2 separate regions of the Mus musculus genome follow, and region 2 is linked to region 1. The links are chromatin contacts, called in public promoter capture Hi-C maps. All regions are on one chromosome and are shown on one strand. The core of a region is the stretch at or near the end of the contact, and the rest is flanking DNA. Distances in the headings are between cores, read along the strand shown. Region 1 holds the start of Gcm2 (glial cells missing homolog 2). Region 2 holds the start of Elovl2 (elongation of very long chain fatty acids (FEN1/Elo2, SUR4/Elo3, yeast)-like 2).

Evidence for each region. Capture Hi-C pulls out chosen DNA fragments and counts their contacts.
Region 2: a contact with region 1 is called in a promoter capture Hi-C map of adipose tissue. The contact joins the promoter of Elovl2 here to the promoter of Gcm2 in region 1. A contact is called at or near these places in 13 of 39 promoter capture datasets (the 3T3-L1 cell line, 3T3-L1-derived adipocytes, HPC-7-derived erythroid cells and 8 more), 16 of 484 Hi-C or Micro-C datasets (8-cell embryo, B cells, the CH12 cell line and 12 more), 14 of 115 datasets of contacts at active chromatin or transcription factors (bone marrow-derived macrophages, craniofacial prominence, embryonic basal ganglia and 6 more) and 3 of 9 other capture datasets (adipose tissue, liver and macrophages).

The regions. Positions count from the first base shown.
Region 1 is chr13:41,108,716-41,111,415 of GRCm38.p6, forward strand. Gcm2 (glial cells missing homolog 2) reads right to left here and starts at 1,273. Exons shown (of 5, transcript NM_008104.2): 1 at 1,150-1,273. The coding sequence starts at 1,239.
Region 2 is chr13:41,219,033-41,221,732 of GRCm38.p6, forward strand. Elovl2 (elongation of very long chain fatty acids (FEN1/Elo2, SUR4/Elo3, yeast)-like 2) reads right to left here and starts at 1,371. Exons shown (of 8, transcript NM_019423.2): 1 at 1,323-1,371. The coding sequence starts at 1,325.

The sequences.
Region 1 (2,700 bases), core at 23-2,522:
CACAGAGGCCATTAAATGCCACATTTCAAACCCTTGAAGCAGGACTTTACTGGAAGCCCACTCTGTAAATGCTAGGGAAACCAATCATCTCTAGCCGCTAAGTTCATTTGCACACATGAACACCACACCCCACACACACACACACACACACACACACACACACCACATACACCACACACATCATACTCACACACACTACATCCACCGCATACCACACACACACCACATTACACACATGTATACACACCACCCCCACCACCCCCACCCCCACACTACACACACCACACACACATACCACATACGCTACACATACCACACATACATACTACACACACACACTACACACACACTGTACACACACACTGTACACACACATACACACACTTTTCAGCCATTAGTCTTGATCTAAACACAAACTGCCTAGTTTATTTCTTGTACTTGGCTCTGATAATGAAAAAAAACAAAGTTTCCCCCAAAGGACAAGCATTCCACTGCTAGGGACGTGAGAGTGGAGCAAGGCGACTTCTGCATCCCGACTGTGGAATCTTCTCAGCAGGTGATGGAGTACTGTCAAGGAATCGCTCCAGTCTGGACATTTGTTTTAGATTCCAGTCACCTCTTAGTGCCTGGCTTGGTCATGTGAGAATTAGTGGTATTTACATTTCTCCAAAACTTTCTCTTGAACTTGGAATAATCGAGTAAAGAGTGAGGTTTCTCATTGTTTTGTTTTGACAGGAGGCTTTGTTAAGTAGCCCTGACTGGCCTTGAATTTGTACCAATCCCAAGGAGAGACAGAGAGAGAGAGAGAGAGAGAGAGACAGAGAGAGAGAGAGAGAGAGAGAGAGAGAGACTCACTCAGTTTCTCCCTTGGTTAAGAAAATGGAGAGTCTGGCTGACTACTTGGGAACATGTCTGTATTTCTGTTGCTTTTGTGTGTTTCAGAGAATCACATGTAAATCATTCTGAGAAGACACATCAATCTATTCTGCACTCTGTAGAGTCTAACTTCCCTACATATCCGAAGATGTGTGTGTGTGTGTGTGTGTGTGTGTGTGTATGTGTGTGTGTGGTCTTAGCATGAATTGGCTCGAAGTTTCCCCTTTGGCTGGACAGTGTCATATTTTACCCAAAGTGCAGTGTCTTCCTTACCTGAGGCATCTGTGGGTCATTGATGTCCCACGTGAGTTTCATCCCGTAGGAGAGCACAGCATCCTCGTCCTGCGTGCTGTCTGCTGGCATCTGGAGGGGCCTCTAGTTCTCTCTAGTCAGGGCCCTGAAAGAGAGATAAAGCTGAGGAGTGCGCAGGGTGACTCTTTTCCAAGTGAGAAGGAGGTAAGTGAAAGAGGAAGAGGAAGAGGAGGGAGGAGGGGGGAGGAAATAGGAGGGAGGGAGGAGACTGAGACAGAAAGAGACAGAAGGAGACAGAGACAGAGAGAGGCAGATATACACACAAAGAAACAGAGAGACAGATATGGAGGGATTCAGACAGTAAAACAGACAGACAGACAGACAGACAGAGACAGACACACACAACACACACACAGAGACAGAGAAGCACACACATACAGAGACAGAGAAGGACACAGAGAGAAAGACACACACACAAAGAGACACAGAGAGAGAGAGACAGAGAAGGAAACAGAGAAACACACACACACACACACACACAGAGAGAGAGAGAGAGAGAGGGAGAGAGAGAGAGAGAGAGCCTGCAGTGGGTGCCCTGTCATTGGCTGAGGTGCTGAAATGCATCCCTCTGAACAGAAGCACCTTTAAGCAGGTTTGTACAGAGACACTGGATCTCTCTGCCTCTGCTGGGCTACCTCTCCTACACCTGAAGCTCCAGCCTGGAATGCAGGGGAGAGTTTAAGCCGCTGAGCAAAGGGGAATTGAAGTTAAGCAGTAGGCAGTGGGGAGCAAAGAGGACTGTGTCATTTATGGGAAAACCAAACCCGATGGTCTGTCAGCCTCTCTGTTGAGGGCTTAGGTTGAGGCTCTGGAAGCAAAGGTTTCCAGCAGTCTCCTCGGAGCTAGTTCCAGTGCGAGGTGGGAAAATTGAAGGAGAATGAAGAGCCAGCAGCAGGCGCCTCCAGTCTAGGCACAGCTTCCTCAGTTCTCTGGGTTCCTGCAGTTTCTCTGTCCGAGTCCGTGCAGAGAGTAAGCCTAGCATTCCAGTAAGCTCTCAAGCGGACACATACTGTAGCCTGAGACAGACCTGACCCACCAGGAAAAGCCTTGGAAAGCAAATCTGAAGGTTGGGACCGGATGACCCTGGGATAGATGGAGAGAGAGAAAGAACTTAAAGTGTGGTTGGAGCTCTAGTCCAAAAGAATCGCCTCCCTCTTTATACCTCTCCTCTCCTCTCCTCTCCTCTCCTCTCCTCTTCTCTCCTCCCTTCTCTTCCATTCTTTTCTCCTCTCCTTTCCTCTCCTCTCCTTTCCTCTCCTCCCTTCTCCCCTCTCCTCTTCTCTCCTTTCCTCTTCCCTCCCCTCATATCTCTCCCTCTCCCTCTTCTTCTCCCTCTCCCCCATCTCTCTATGCATCCATAATTAAAGAAAAATAGACCAGGATTTTGTGATCTCTCATTTGCCACCCAGAAGAACACCCACGGCAAATGTAGAATGTACTGCTACGGTTGCTGCTATCCCTAGATTACTTTTGTCCTCAGAAACTTTGTAGGATCAGAGAACCGTGTTCAGA
Region 2 (2,700 bases), core at 121-2,620, 110 kb after region 1:
GACATCTTGGCATGGGTGTAGAAGAATGTATCACCTGACCAACTTACTTAGAACCCAGCCCCCCCTACACCCCCACCCTTTCTGCCTCTCTGCCCCATTTCTCAAAAGTGATATCACTTGATTTGGTCACAGACTTGAAAATGCTTACTGAGCTTGCAGTGAGCTAGGATAAAGATTGTAAGGCTTGCCCTTGCCAGCTACAGGTTAATGTCCACTGACTTTCACTGAGTTGAAGTATTCTTGGAAGTTTTCCCTAACTAAAATCTCTGTCTACTATGGAAGAGAGAGAGAGAGAGAGAGAGAGAGAGAGAGAGAGAACCAGTTAGCACTAAAAATGCTCTGTCTACTCAGATGTCAGGATACTCAAGTGGCCGAGGAAGCATGAAGCAGCCACCAACATTCTGCTCAGTGTGTCCCTCCTGTCCAAGAGAAGAGTGTGTTTCTCCTCCCACACAGCACTTTAGATTCTGATCGCTCCTATTAAGTCGACAGTTCTTGTAGTGGTTCACTTCAAGGAGACTGCTACCTCCCACTTAGCATAGCATAAAGTACTTTCCTCTACTTTTTTTAAAAAAATAAATGATGTGTGCCAGGCACTGTAGACAAAGACTATTCACCAAAACTTGCATTTTGGTGAGGGAGACATTCAATACACACACACACACACACACACACACACACAAACCCAGATTATAGCATGCTTAAATAGAGAAAACAAAATGGGGGGGGGGCAGGCAATAGAAAAGGGGTGGGCTGGAATTTTAGTGCTAAGACAATATTCAACCAAGAAGAGATGGTGAGCCGAAAACAGTGTGGGAAGAGGGGGGACAATCTAGGGCTGCCCCGTGTCAGGTGGGACAAGGAAAGGGGCATGCCCTTCACATATTTAGCAAGCCCTTGCGAAAAGACAAAGACCAATGAAGACAAACGCGGATCTGAAGACAAACGCAGGATCTGCCGCTCTCTTTAACGGGGAGCTGCTCTTTTGAGACAGGGTGTCTCACCGTGGCCCAGGCTGGCCTCGAACTCACGGCAATCCTCCTGCCTCAGCTCCCTCAGGGCTGGGATCGCTGCCTGCCCAGGAACCGGCTGGCTCCCTGCGAGCTCAGCAGCACACAGTCTTCGCCTTTGTGCCCAGGCGCCGGGTTTCGCGGGGTCCCTCGGCGAGCGGCTCGTGGGGGGGAGAGCGTTGGGCCCCGGCTGCAGCGCCGACACGCCCCCGCGCCCGGTTACCCGCCGGCGCCCCGACCCTACGCCCGCACGCCCCGGCCCCAACGTCCGCCGCCATCCGGGACGAGGCGCGCGGCCCCCCACTCACTCACCATGGCCGCGCGGCCGCGATGCGCTGTCCAGGGTAGCCGCCTTCCTTCTGCGCCGCGCCACGCGCCGCCCGCGCTAGTCACTCGCCCCCGCCCCCTCGGGCGCGCGCCGCCCGCCTCCCCGCCCCCTCGGGCGCGCGCCGCGCCCTGCCCGCTCCGGGCCGTTTCCTCCGCCCCGCGCCGCTGGCCCTCGGAGGGGACCACGGAGTGGGAGGAGCCCCGGCGCCGGCCGCGAGGCCGTGGGCCCCCCAGAGGCCTGCGCGTCCCCGCTCCGCGCGCCCCCCCGCCGGCGCTGGCGCGGCGACCCCTGCCGGCCGGGCTGGGATTTGCAAGCACAGCTGGCGCCTTTTGCAGGAGTCTGGGCGCGCACGTCTATCACAGCATCAGGCTCCTGGAGAAGCCACCAGCAGCTCCTCCGCTACTCCTGGGGAGTGGCTGGGCGAGCGCGCCGGATGATTTAAATTGGGCACACGGGTTTGAGGGGATGACCAAGGGCTGGTCTGGTCTTGGGTTGGTGCACCTGTATAATCCCAGCACTTGAGAGCAGAGCCAGGAGGAATAGGAAAGAGTTCAAGATCAGCCTTGGCTTCTTAGGGAGTTCTGCACCAACCTGAGCTTCGTGAGACCCTGCTTCAAATAAGCAAACAAATAAGCAAACGATAACCATTCATTCTGGGTGCCACGGGGAGCAGATGAGCACCAATAGTCTGTCTAAACTGACTTTTTCAGAGTTTGCTTCCAGAGGGGCTGTCAGGGGCTCAGATGGCTTATTCAAATGCTTCGTTAATGGTGTACAGAACTAGATTCCAGGCCTTTGAGTGTCAAATGACTACTTTTCACATTGCCTTCAGAATGAGCGCGCATTTTTCTTAGATAGCTGATGCGGTAAACTTGAAATGCATACATAGGTGTTAGGTACCTCTGTGGACAAAGATAAGAATGATCTTTAAAAAAAAAAACTTGGAAATACAGATCTTCTCTCTTTCTTTGCATAGCTTCTAGTTCACACCCGGACAGTGTATCTGAATGAACTTAGAGAGGACTGGGAGCCAATAGGAGACAGTGCTAAACCACAAACCCCTGCAATCCAGAACCAGGACTCACTTTATCTCCATGGCAACCAGTACCCACCATCATCAAAACTGGGAAGAAAAGGCACTAGCTGATGTCCTTCCCCCCCCCCCCCCCGTAATTTTCATCTGAAGCATCTGTTCCTTGGACACCTTCTGTGATGGTTTGTCTTTCCTGTCAACAAGTTTTAGAATCACCTTAAGAGACCCACCCCTGGACATGTCTGTGAAGATGTTTCCAGAGAGTTTCAGATGAGGTGGAAAAGACAAACTCCAAATGTTGACAGAGCCATCTTACTGTGGACACAGCG